3 separate regions of the Sus scrofa genome follow, and regions 1 and 2 are each linked to region 3. The links are chromatin contacts, called in public Hi-C and HiChIP or PLAC-seq maps. All regions are on one chromosome and are shown on one strand. Each heading gives the region's core, a stretch centred on a gene start, on an enhancer-like site or on the middle of the called end of the contact. The rest is flanking DNA. Distances are from core to core; before and after follow the strand shown. Region 1 holds the start of ADA (adenosine deaminase). Region 2 holds the start of OSER1 (oxidative stress-responsive serine-rich protein 1). Region 3 holds the start of SERINC3 (serine incorporator 3).

The links. A called contact is a pair of places that touch in the nucleus more often than the background predicts. HiChIP or PLAC-seq counts read pairs in DNA pulled down with a chosen protein or histone mark.
Region 1: a Hi-C map of skeletal muscle shows a contact between it and region 3, with 5 times the contacts expected there. The contact joins the promoter of ADA here to the promoter of SERINC3 in region 3. A contact is called at or near these places in 1 of 47 Hi-C or Micro-C datasets (skeletal muscle) and 2 of 2 datasets of contacts at active chromatin or transcription factors (alveolar macrophages and skeletal muscle).
Region 2: an H3K27ac HiChIP or PLAC-seq map of alveolar macrophages shows a contact between it and region 3. The contact joins the promoter of OSER1 here to the promoter of SERINC3 in region 3. A contact is called at or near these places in 2 of 5 promoter capture datasets (fetal liver and liver), 4 of 47 Hi-C or Micro-C datasets (embryonic fibroblasts, heart right ventricle and liver) and 1 of 2 datasets of contacts at active chromatin or transcription factors (alveolar macrophages).

Annotation. Positions count from the first base shown.
Region 1 is chr17:47,070,280-47,074,840 of Sscrofa11.1, forward strand. ADA (adenosine deaminase) reads right to left here and starts at 1,953. Exons shown (of 12, transcript XM_021077978.1): 1 at 1,791-1,953. The coding sequence starts at 1,823.
Region 2 is chr17:46,684,139-46,688,527 of Sscrofa11.1, forward strand. It overlaps OSER1 (oxidative stress-responsive serine-rich protein 1), which reads right to left and starts at 2,006. Exons shown (of 4, transcript XM_021078054.1): 1 at 1,858-2,006. It also overlaps LOC106506689.
Region 3 is chr17:46,923,367-46,927,660 of Sscrofa11.1, forward strand. SERINC3 (serine incorporator 3) reads right to left here and starts at 1,476. Exons shown (of 10, transcript XM_021077977.1): 1 at 1,298-1,476. The coding sequence starts at 1,336.

The DNA.
Region 1 (4,561 bases), core at 703-3,202, 150 kb after region 3:
TTGGCCACTAGCTATGTGGCTGAGGGACTAATTAACCTCTCTGCCTCTCTTTATCTATAAAATGGGATAATGCCTGTAACCTCAGACATAGAGTCCTAGATGAATTAATGACGGTTAATGAGTTCAGAATGGTGCCTGGCACCGAGCAATGACTCAACTCGATAAGCTCTAGCTATTAATACGAGTGCGTCTCTTACTATCCACTCCACGCAGGGGAAGGCAGGAAGCTGGCTCTGGTCTCATGGCTCAGACTCACACTCCTGGCTACACGGGCCAGTTCAGGCACATTCCCTCCTCAAAATATTCTAAAATGTATCGCATCTCACATACATCGTAGATGACATTACCGTCCCAGCATTGCCTTTTAAACTCTGGACACCCCCACAGCAGGTGGGGCCCATTTCCCAGATGTGAAAACTGAGGCCCAGAGAGGAAAAATGACCCGTCAGCTTGATCAGCCAGGCTTGAGAGAGGCCAAAAAATGAGCCTGACAGTCTGTCTCTCACAGGGATGTTATAAAAGAGTTGCAAGGATCGAATTGCACATGGCAGGTTCTACAGAAGGGTTGGCTGTGATCTCTCTCCATAACTTCTATCTATCCAGTCAAGGGGCTTTAGATCCATATCAGGATCTACTGCCTTAGGATCCATATCAGGATATGGTGGTTCCCCAGCCCAAGGGTAGAGGGGATCCAAAAGCGTTTTCCTGCAAAGAAAGACACACTAATAAAGGGGCGCTGAGCACCCAAGAGGCATGGGGTGGGGTGGGGGTGGCAGTGTTGCAGCCCTAGTACCTGTGACATCTGGCAGGGAGTATCGAGCATCCGCCCTCCGGTGACCAGGCCCAGGGAGGGGGCCAGGCCTACTTCCTCAGAGTCCCCCCTCCCCCCCACCTTATGATGCTCATCAGCGCCTCTGCGATAATCTGCCATCATTACTCACACCTATTTCTCAGAGAGGTAACTGGAGGCTGACTGCAGCTCACTCCTTCCCCTGACCACCCCCAACCTCCCCCCACCTGCAGTCTCAAACCCTGCTGGACAGACTCCTGAGCCCCTCCCTTCCCTGGACTGAATGGCAGTGCTCTGAAGCCCGCCAAGTGGGCCCAGACCCTCCCTGACCCCACCATTCCCAAGACTCCACAGCTGGTGGGAGGAGGGACAAGGGATTTATCCCCTGGGGCTAGCAGCTGTGGCTTGGCCCCGAGTGAACCCTACCAGGGCCCAGGGCCTAAGGCCCATCGAGCCCCTCTAACGTGGAGAGAGGGGTGCACTGCTCCCCTCTTCCCCTCTCCAGCATGACCTGCCTCACAGGCACATCTACAAACCTGGGCTCCTTGGTGCTCACAAAACCATCATAGTGCTGGGCGTGCACAGCTGTTTCCATTCACCCAGCGCTCGGTATGTGTTGTCCACCACACTAGGTGCCTGTGGGTGTAGACATCCGGCCCCATTTTATAGCCAAGGTTCAGAGAGGTCAAGCCACCTGCCTAGGCTGCTCAGCACAGGTGATGCTAGCATGCCCACTTGACAGACAGTGCAACTGAGACCCAGATGGGCCAAGTCAGAGGCAGAAGCAGAACTTGGGAGGCCCGCCAGGGGCGCCTCCAGATTCAGGACTCTTCCTGTCTCATTGCTTCTCATTAGACAGCCTGGAGGAGGGCAAGGACCTGAGCTGAGGGAAGAAAGCCCCTGCAGGGGCCCTCCTTTTGCTCCCAGGGCTTGGATGCCGCTAAGCCCTCCAGCCAGACAAGGAGCAGACCCCGGACCCCGAGCCCCCGCCCGCGCTCACTTTGGGTTTGTCGAAAGCAGGCGTCTGGGTCATGGTGCCAAGCGTGCGCCCCGGCACTGCTCCCTCCGCCGAAGATCGGTGGTCCACCGCTGGGTCAGTCAGCCGGTCCGCTTCCCCCGGAGCCCGCAGTGACCGCGGCCCGCCACGCTCCCCTTTACGGGGCCTGGCCCCGCCCCGCCCCGCCCCCGGCCCCGCCCCGCCCGCCGCTCCCGCCCCGCCCCGACCGGCAGACCCGCGCAGCGCATTTCCTGGAATTCTTGCCCAGTGGTGGGGACAAGCCCGAGTCCTCTGGGCCGTAGTCCGCCGCCCCAAATCTCTGGCCCGGGACACTGAGTTAGAGCCACCTGTGGGCTTCAGCTCTAGCCGCCTGGCCAGGCTCTGCCTTTCGCCCGGTCCTTCCAGCGGCGTTGACGCTCTTGCCTGGGCGCATACAGTGTGCCAGGCCCGAGCTGGAAGCTGGGAACCGGTGCGCATCACATACCTCGTGGGGCTTGTACTCTACGAGCCAGACACGCTCATCGCAGAATCACACACTATAAATGTGTAATCAGGGAACTTTAATGAGGACCAGCGTGGCCTGCAGGTCGGGGAAGGTTTCTCTGAAGACCTTAAGGCATTCACCAGGTGAAGGTGGTTGGGTCGGTGGGAGTTCGGTGGAAGAGGGCAGCGCAGGTGGAGAGGGCATTCGGTGTGAGAGACTCCAGGCAGCTGGGCAATGAAAGGAGAGGTGGGGGCACACAGCAGATCCCCTCCTAGGCATCTACTATTGAGAAATCTGCCCATAGTGCAGCCAGAGACCGCCTGCAAGAATGTTCCCACGGGCGCTGTTCCTAATAAAAACATTGGAATCACCCAGATGCCTGTCCACAGGCAAGGGGGCAAATAAACTGGAATAGTCACATCAAGGAATATGATACAGCAGTGAAACTGAATGAACTTCAGCAGACGAAACAGATCTATCTCAGAAACAATGTTGGAAAAAAAAGTCCTAGGAGTCCCTGCTGTAATGCAGTGGGTTAAGAATCGGACTCCACCGGCTTGGGTCATTGGGAGGAGAGGGTCGATCCCCGGCCTGGCCAGTGAGTTAAACAATTCCACACAGCTGCCGCAGTGGATTGCCGCTGAGGCTCGGATTCAACCCCTGGCCCTGGGACCTTCCATATGCCACTGGAGGGGCCATAAAAAATAAATAAGTAAAGTCCCAGAAAACTATGTACATTATGGTGCAACTTTTAGATTGTAAAATAAAAGCAAAACCAAAAATATGCATGTTTAGACAAATGTGCATTTGAAGCAAAAAAAAAAAAAAGGTAAAGCAAGTAAAAGATAAACACAAATTTGAGAAGAATGGTTATCTCAGGGAAGTGGGGAAGGGGAGGAGCACACAGATACGTTCAGGTTGTTGGTGATGTTCCAGTATGTGGGTGGGATAGTGGTTCTGTTTCATTTCATTCTAGTATAAATGCATTAATAATAAATGACAGGGGTGGGAGAGTGGAGGGCAAAGGGCGGGAGAGTCAGGCAAGGACCAGATCACATTGGGCCTGTGGGATGCGGTAAGGGTCTGGTCTCTCCCCCCAAGAGTGCTAGAAAAACAATGGAGGGTTTTAAGTGGAGGCAAGATTTGGTCAAACTATTTTTTTTTTTTTCTTTTTTGCCTGTGGAAGTTCCCAGGCCAGGGATCTGGACCTGCACCTGCGCCGCAGCAGTGACCTGAGCCTTAGCAGTGGCAATGCTGTATCCCACTGAGCCACAATTCCAATAGGATCAAACTTTTATTTGGACAAAAACATTCTCCAGCAGCTACTTAAAGCGTGGTCCGGAAATCGTCAGCATCGTTATCCCCTAGGAGCTGATTAGAGTCCCCGACTCTCAGACCCCCTCCCGCCATCCTGAACTGGAATCTGAACTTGAATACCATAGCCACGTGGTTTGTGTGCAGCTGGGGCTTAAGCCTGGGCTCCCTGCTGTGAGGGGACAGCATTGCAGCGGGGCAGAGGAAGCGTGGGAGAGCAGGAAGGAGGCAGCTGCAGTGACCTGGGTGGAGATGGCAGTGATGGTGGGGAAGATGGCAAAATCAGATTGCGGCTACATTTAGTGGGTAAAATCAGCTGGGCTTGGGTTGGATTGTAGGTGAGTGTTCGAGAGAACGGGTCAAAAATATCCTTCCAATACATTATCGAAGCCAAAGAAGGTTCCTTTCTTTCTTTCTCTTTCTTTCTGCCTGTCTGCTTGCCTTTCTTTTTTCTCTTTCTTTTGGCTGCACCCTCAGCACGTGGAAGTTCCCAGGCCCGGAATCAAACTTGAGCCACAGCTGTAACCAGAGCCACAGCAGTGACAATGCCAGATCCTTAACCTACTGAACCACAGGGGAACACCCAGAGCTTTCTTTAAGACCCTTCCCTGGCTCCCCACATCACTCAGGGGACCTAATAATGGCTCCTGTTTCCTGAGACACTCTCTGGGAAACATTTTATAAGCACCATCCTGGTTTTTTTTTTGGTTTTTTTTTTTTTTTTTTTTTTTTTTTTTTTTTTTGGTCTTTTTGCCATTTCTTGGGCCGCTCTCGTGGCATATGGAGGTTCCCAGGCTAGGGGTCTAATCTGCCTATGCCAGAGCCACAGCAAAGCAGGATCCGAGTCACGTCTGCAACCTTCACCACAGCTCACGGCAACCCACTGAGCAAGGCCAGGGATCGAACCCACAACCTCATGGTTCCTAGTCGGATTTGTTAACCACTGCGCTACAATGGGAGCTCCAAGCATCATCCT
Region 2 (4,389 bases), core at 756-3,255, 240 kb before region 3:
GGTGACATCTGTAGGCTGTAAACAAATTCTTCCTGCTGGCAGAACTAAAATAAAGTTTTTATTTTATTTATTAATTTTCCTCAATTACTTTTGGACCAGTTAGTCAAAAGCTCAGGCTCTTGGCCCTTATAGAGTGAAATCATCTGAGCCAGTCTACCCATCTCTGCAGACCCCACACAAACTTTCTTCTGGCTTCTCTGGAGATCAGTACACATCACATCTACTAGTATTGACAGAATTCCTACTATATGCTTTAGCACTAGACTGGGTGCTTAGGGATACAAGGATAAACCTGACATCAGAACTAGAATCTCATTCTTGCCCTAACACTGCACTAAGATGTTTTGCGCCCCGATATGGAACTTTTAATTATATAGTCCTAACTCTAGATGTTAATACAAACCTAGCTGACACACTAAAACTTTCTTGACACATTAAAAGATCCATCATTTAACAACCAAAACAGACCAAAATAAAACTGGCACAGACTAAAACATTAGGAATGACATTCCATCTAAACTATTTTGAGACTTTCAACATTCTGATGACTCACCTTTTCCCTCAATTATATTAACCCAGAGCAAAGGTGAATCTTAGGCATGACCTGAAGAGCTAAATCATAACATGTTTGTAATTACAAAAAGGCTTATTATGCTCCGCCCTATTCCCGGCCTCCCATTCACTCAAATCAAGAGCTAAATAACTCAGTGAAACATGTATCGTTTTCCCCTTCTTCACTGATAAATTCATAAATTTGTGGGATGGATTTCTGCCGTTTTTTACTACACTAACTTCTTGAAATTGAACGATCCCCCTCAAAGATCAAACTTTTTAAAAGGCCTATTAGAAATTACCTTAAGTCAAATAACATAGGGCCTCGGATTTTCCTTAGCCTTTCAAAAAAAACCAAAATTATTCTAAGTTCCTTCATCAAAAGGGCAAATTCCTGATTTTCTCTGATTGTCAACAAAAGCTATGGGTCACAATCTTATTTACATCTTGCAGTTTTAACCGAGACCTCTTCGAACGTCAGGCCTAGGTCCAAATTTCCAGGACCCTGAAAAGACCGGAGAACGATCAATAAAAGATCTGCGCGTAAGCGTGTCATCACAATGTTAAAATATTTAGAAAATTTCCCAACCCACCAGGAAGCGTGGAGTTCGGGAAAGAAAACCGAATCCAGCAACTCTGCAAGGCGCAAATAAAACTAGGTTCAAACAATCGACCCGGGTGTCTCTTCTACCCACTCAACTCCCTAAACTCTCGGTACTAGAGCCCGATGTTAATTCTTCTTACCCAGAAAGTGGATCGGTCGTGGTTCAACAGGATTTGGGGAGAGGGAGGCTCAGAACCTGAGGGGTTCGGATAGCGGGGAGCTGTCCAGGGCCTTAGCTCTGCCCGCCCGAGGTCCTGCAGCTGGAAGTCGCCCCCTGAGGATACTCTCCGGGCCAAAAGGAGAGGATACAGTAGGGCCAAGGGGCAAGGGATGCAGGAGGAGGAGGGAGCAAAGCCGAAGCGGCAGCCAACGAGACTGGGGCGCGGAAAAGGGCGGGAAGGGGCAAAGGGCTGCCGAGGAGGACGAAAAGGGGAAGCTACGGCCAGGCGGGAGAGGGCGGAGGCGCGGGGCGGGGGTCGCGGAGGCGGGAAGGGGCGAAGAGAGCGGGGCTCGGGTAGTGCCAGGCCGCGGCGGCGGACGGAGCGCGGAGAGGCGCAGGCCCGGCTGGGCCCAGACAGCCAGAGCCGTGGGACGACGCGACGCGACGCGAGAGGGCTCAGAAGCGGCTGCCCGCTGCCAGGCCGGGCCTCGAGGCCGAGACGCGGTGCTACGGAGCTTCTCCGTCAAGTCTGGGCACTCACCTCCTCGCGGCAGGGTCGCTCCGGTGAGCCAGTCTCGTCAGTTCAGATCGTCTCTCCCCGATCGTCGCGCCTGACTGACCCGGATCTAAACCCGCGGAGGGGGCGGCCCGCTCCTCCGGAGTCGCTCTGCGCCTGCGTCACTCGGGCACGCCCCCCGCCCCCTGTTCGCGCTCCTCCTACCCCCCGTGACTCGGCAGCGCGGCAGGCAGCGACTGCGCAGGCGCGGAGCTGTAGCCGCGCCTCTCAAACGCCTTGCACCCGCCCCTCTCAAAACACGTGCGCCTGACGCCACTTCCTGTTATTCTCTTCGCTCGCTCCTCCCTTCTCAAAGAGTTTGCTGGGGATGGCTTTCTGGGGCATGCCTGCTTCCTTCTCTTGGTCAGGTGAGTGACTGGGTGAGTGAGGGTTGTTTCTCGCTGTCACGGAGCCACCTCGATTTTCCGCGGTCTCCCTGTGCTTGGAGCGCTACCTGGAGTCAACAAGGCTACGGAATTCCGCGAGGTGAGGCCCAGGTGGGTGGATCTTTACGCAACGGAGCCACCTCTGAACGCTCCGCGCGAGTCTCCTGGATGCGCGAATCTGGACTGCCGGCGGTATCGCTGGGGCTCGAACACCAGCCTTCGCCTCCTGGGGATCCCCCAGGGCTGCAGAAAAGCAAGGGGGAATCCGACACAGCTAGTACCGTGAACATTAGGCCGAAATTGGAACTGAAATGCGTTTACAAAATACCTTTGTTGTTTCCCTCTCTGGCTTTCTCCATTCTGTTAAATGAGGACGTTGGACTGCTTCAGCACATCTCGTTGTTTTCAGGCATGGACTCCGTTGAGAATCTGGTGAGAATCGTAGGCCGCCTCGACAGAGACGTGCACAGGCATACCAAATTTTGCAAAAAGGTTTGGGCAGTTCACCTAAGCAGGTAATTTTTAGGGATCTTTTCCTTTTGTAGGACTCCGACGGTTGCTTGGATGGCAGACAGAGAAGGGATGGGCTGAGCAACGGCTGCTACTCCCTCCAACACCAGCTCACTCACCATGCCCCAGTTCCACGTCCGCACTTCTCAGAGCTTTGTGGGAAAAGATGCTCTTCCTCAGTAAAATGGGCTCGAGTTGGTTCTGGCCAACCTTTGTGTGAGGTTGTCACTTGAACCAAAACTGGACCCTCCCACTCCCCAGTACCTTAGCTATAATCACCTAATTGGATAGGCTGCTGAAAATAGCTTGGTATGTTCAACTTAACTATAGCCAGACTTTGGAATGCCTGGCCCATGTCTGAGGATGGAATCTACAGGTTATTTTATAAGATTGTTAAAGCATGTCTTGGGCCCTGGGTACCTTTTTAAATCCTTGTTCATACCAGAGGCTCAGTAACTGACAAGGGATGAAAGAAACCTGTTAATTGTTAAGTCCCAACATCAAACCAAATTCTAATGATGGCTCCCCGCTTCTTTGCAGCAACCATGCACGTGTTTGCACGTTTAATATTCCTGTAATTTTACACAACAGATGAGGATGACTGGGATTCAGATATTAGCTTGTTCTAGCTCCCTTCTTCTGTGTCACAGTGCTAGGAAGTGACCGAATCAGGATTTAAACAGTCTCAAAAGCCTGGCAGTCCACTGCTTACCATCTCTCAGTATATCTTAGAATAAGAAGCAGGAAAATATGATGCATTTTTTTCCCCTCAGAAGTTGCCACGTGAATTTCATTAAGACCAAATACATGTTTTTAAGCTGTTAGTCAAAAATACTGCTTCAGATAAAACCACACAACCTTGAAGGCAGGGACTGTATCTAGTTGAGTTGAATTCTGGAGGTGAGTAGGTGCTGTGCTGTGTACAGTTTTGGGGCATGCTTCATTTTACCTCATTTCCATCTATGATGGCATTAAATACTAAAAACTAAAGTTTTAAAAGGCTTCCTTTTATTTTATTTATTATATTTATTTGTAATTATTTATTTATTTTTTTTTGGGGGTGTTTTTTCCTTTTCTAGGGCTGCTTCCCGCGGCATATGGAGGTTCCCAGGCTAGGGGTCTAATCGGAGCTGTAGATGCTGGCCTACGCCAGAGCCACAGCAACTCAGAATACGAGCTGTGTCGGCGACCTACACCACAGCCCGCGGCAACGCTGGATCCTTAACCCACTGAGCAAGGCCAGGAATCAAACCCACAACCTCATGGTTCCTAGTCGGATTCGCTAACCACTGTGCCACGACAGAAACTCCAGGCTTCCTTTTAGGTACGCGTGTCTCTGTCGTAAAGCTGGATGCTTTCTGAGGATGTGGCTCATTACTCAGGGAGTATTTGGAAGGCGAACCTCTGGGGAAGAAAGTCTGTTAACTCACACCCCCTGATGTGGCCTGAAATTCCAAGTCATATATAGGCCTGATTCACTGTTTGACACCTCATGACTTAGAATGAGAGACAGAAGCCACAAAGCATGTGATGTGTGGGAACAAAGCCAGACTGCCTCCTACACCAGCAGCACAGGATCTTTCCAGCCACAGAAAAAGCCTTGAACCTAATGTGGAGATTT
Region 3 (4,294 bases), core at 226-2,725:
TTCTTCCCTTCACTCATTCCATTCTCTAGTATACTGAACTCCTTGCTGTTCCTACTGGACAAAAGGAATTAATAAAATATAAAAGTGATTTATAAATAGAAATGCTTTGATGGCATCAATTCAAATCTCAGCTTTACATTACTTAAAATGTGTTTAGGTTTCAGATTACCAATTCAATCCTTAATGATTTTCTTAACATTTGTTTAAAAATCTATCTTGTAAATAGTGAGCTTGACCCACTAGTGGGCTGTAAATAACAACTGACCAGGATTTTAAAAAATGTGATGGAAAAGTTGTACAGTAGAGGGCATGAAATCTGTGTCTAAATGGGTGTATTAAATCTACCAGGTGAAATTATTTCTTATTCTGAGCCAAGGTCAAAAAAAAATCAGAAAGCCACTGCAATCCAGGACCTTAAACGATGAATAGTCCTTTTGATTTGATCCACAACCTTAAGGGATGGAAATTACACTCTGTTCCTAAGAAACCGAAGTGGAATGAGCTGAGATTGAGTCCTTGGTCAATTAAGCCAGTTGGGGAATTAAAAAACAAGGAGATGATGATGTTAAGCAAGCATGCTCCTCTAAAGCAAATGCAGGAGCGAACTCAGCATATTCACTTCCACAGATTCTAAATTTCTCTTTTAAAATACGGCGCTTACAATCTACAAAGTGATTCAATCCATTTATTCACTTCATTTTCTTGACGCGAGGAATGCAGGGGTGACTGTCATCTTAACGGAAGCCAGAAAGAAATGATTTGTACAAAGTCCCAAAATGTTCAGGCCATGACTTCCAATTCTGAACAATAATCCACAAGGCCTTCTTTCCCTTGCGCCGGAAACTTAAAATCCCACCTCTGCCACATACTCCTTGTGCTGTGGGATAAAAATATTACTCAAGCCCCCTCACCGCCCAAACAAATGACGCCACCTTAAGAAGGAGCCTGGAAGTGAACCGGAGAGCCCTGGCCTCGGGACTCCGTCTCCCATTCCAGCTCCTGAGGAACCCAGAGGCCGGAAGGCTCGCGGGGGCGGGGCACTCGAAATTGTAAACAATGGAGGTCTGGCCTCTTAGGTTTCTCAACAAACCCAGAAGGCCAGCCGCCTGATCTCAGCCGCAGGGCATCGCAGATTTTATCCTGGACCCCTTGATACCCTCCAAAGCCCAGGGTCGACCCCCACCCCCTCCAACCCCTGGGTCCCTGGGGCCGAGGCCCGTTCTGGGCTGGGCTTGGGGAGCCTTATCGCCCTTCCCCACACCACCAGTCCGACGGAAACACCAGATCCCGAACTCACCCAGCTGGCGAGGGAGAAGACGCCCAGCACAGCCCCCATGGTGACGCGGGTTATCTATGTGGACTACCGAGAATCTCCCGGAGAGATGGTAACTCCCTGCTGAGGGGTCTCCTAAGAAACGCGACGGTTTCTCAGGCCGGAAACGTGCGGCCTACGTCATCACGTGGCCCCGCCCATCACTCTCGCCGCTACCGAGAAGGCACCTATCATTGGTAGAAGGAGAAGGCGGGGCTAAGGCAGCCGGGGCCTGGGGGAGAAGGCGGAGCCAAACTGGTGCCGGAAGGAGCAGGTTTTATTCCTCCGCCTCTTTTGTATTCCCTGGGAGCCCACTATGTCCAGACGTGGAGTGGAGAAGTGCTCAAGGAGTTATGGCCAACTTAATAAGAGACTGGCACTGAACAGAAAAGGACCATGACATGTTGTGATGCCAACTATGAAAAAGTAGTATGAGGCACAATTCGCTCAATAAAAGTTTATTTAATGCCTTCTATGTAAGAAGGTAATTAGATGGGGAGTAGTCCTGGAAGGACTTTGTATGTAATCTGAGGGATTTATATTTAGTCTAAGAACTGAAGGATGAGCCCAAATTAAGCAGGAAAGATGGGCACTCTTTCTTAAAATGTGGGCTGTAGAAACCATTTGAGATGGGTGAAAGGATCTAAGAATGCATGTGTGGTACATTAACACTGAAAGGCAGTGTTTCAAATTAAAGTGAGTGTTTAAGACCAATATGCATTTAATATTTTTCTAATATTTGCTTATCTCCCTTTTTAACAGAGTGAGGGCTTCCTTCCAAATTTCATCAAAAGGTAACCACATTCAAAGTTATAATAACACTGTTTGTTTTAGAGTTTGTGTATGTGCGTGTTTGTAGAAATTCTTCCACTTTTATCAAGCAATGCTTGGTTTCCATTTGAACAGTGGTGTAAATTTTACTTTGTAAATTTTTTTTTTTCTTTTCATGGCCACCGCACCTGCAGCATATGGAGTTTCTAGGCCGGAGATTAAATCGTAGCCCCAGGTGTGTAGCCCCAGGTGTGGCAGCGCTGAATCCTTTAACCCACTGCACCAGGCTGGGGGTCAAACCTGCACCTCCTCAGCAACCCCAGCTCCTGCAGTTAGGTTCTTAACCCACTGCACCGTGGCGGGGAACTCGAATTTTCCTTTGTAAATTTAAGTAAAAATGAAGAGTCTGTTTAAAGAAAAAATTTTGAAAATTTATTTACTTACATACAGAACAGGTGGTATGTAGATAGGGCAACAATTATGACAATGTTATACAAATGATTAGTGTAGGGGGACATTTATATGGGAGTATGAGAACCTATAGAGTCTGGATCCTAGACTATTTAGGTTGGAAGAAGCCTTAGAAATATATTCTAATCTCTTCTGTCGACTTAAAAATATGGACAACCTGAAAGTTGAGACTTAAGTTTTATTTGGGGCAAAATGAGGATGATAGCCCAGGAGGGAGCATTTCGGATAGCTCTGAAAAACTGCTCCAAAGACACGGGGCGGGGGATGGGGGGGATGTCAATGTGATTTTGGTGAAGGGGGAGGTCCATGCAGTCAAGCACACATTTTACAGAAGGTTGCTGCTAGTCACAAGGAGCAGATATCACCCTGAAGGATTTTAGTGCTTTTCTAGATATGAGGAGATGCAAGAATTGAACTCATAAAATCTGAAAATATTTATCTGAAGACCTATTCTGCCAGTTTTCCCAGAGCACAGAGTGCCTCCCTCCTGATCTCCACCCTGAGCGCCTTTCAGGGGGTGTTGAAGGTCAGCAGCTGCAGTGGCTCATGATTCAAGCCTTGTAGAGGCAGATGGTGGGGCCAGTCTCCAGTTCACACTTGTCGTACAAAAATGGAAAAAGACTCCAAGCGAACTGGTTTGCTGAAAGCCACAGAAAGGGCTGATGGCAGAGGAAGGATTACTCAAGTGATCCTAATTCCTACCTAGATCCTTCTCTCTTTCAGCTCCCAAACTACCTTCCCAAGTCACGTTGTTTCAGGACCACTGAATATTCCTTAAAGTCCTTGCTTCCGCCTGCCTGGGTATTATTGGACTGGGCAGAAAAAAAGCCAAAACTATGATAAAGCCTGTGATCAAATTCTGCCAGGAACATACCCACTGCCTAAAAGAATTAGAGTTGTTTAGCTTGTTCATTCAGGGAGAACACATTTGAGAGAGAAGCCATGAAGTGTCTTGGTAAGAGGGAGTTGGGAAGAGCTTACTGTGGGATATTTGGGTTTGTGCTGGGTACCTCTAAGGTGGGTATAAGGAAGTGGGGAACAGTTTTGAATTGGGCACAGTCAAGAAGCAGGGACAATTCAGTAATCTGTTATCTTAATTTTACCCATAAGGTAGGAGAATTAAAGCAGGGCCAGATGTCATTGAAAAAGAAGCAGGACCTACTCATGTTAGTCAGAAGAGGAGGATGTTGAGTCAAATTTGTGGTTTCAGAGTGGCCTTCTCTATGTCTTGCTGCAAATACAGAGTGGCCTTGTCTGATCTTTGCTTATATTCTGTGAGTCCTTGTTTATGTTCAGCAAAAAACATTGGGTCTGGCTGGCAGCTGAAGGACATTTCACTTTATGACCTGCAAGCATTAGCCCTATCAAAGGTGGGACCCTTCCCATCTCTCGGTGTTTCTGACCCTAAGTAGTTAAGTGTGCCTCACTCATCTAGGTGGCAAAGTCAGGGAGAGCAGATCTTGGAGATCACCTACTTCAATTTCCCACCTCCTGCAAGAATCCCTCAGCAGGGTGGGGAGCTCACTGTTCCCCAAAGCAGCCCCTCCCATATTCGCATTGTCAAAACTTCCCCGCTGCAGAGGAGGAAAAATTTCCCCCTTCCATCTTAGGTTCAGTGATTAGACCAGCTAGACATGGAGGCTTTTATACCATTCTGACAAGGAGCAATACATTTTATTTATTTCTTTAATTTTGTTTTTTGTTTCTTTTTAGGGCTGCACCTCAGCATATGGAAGTTCC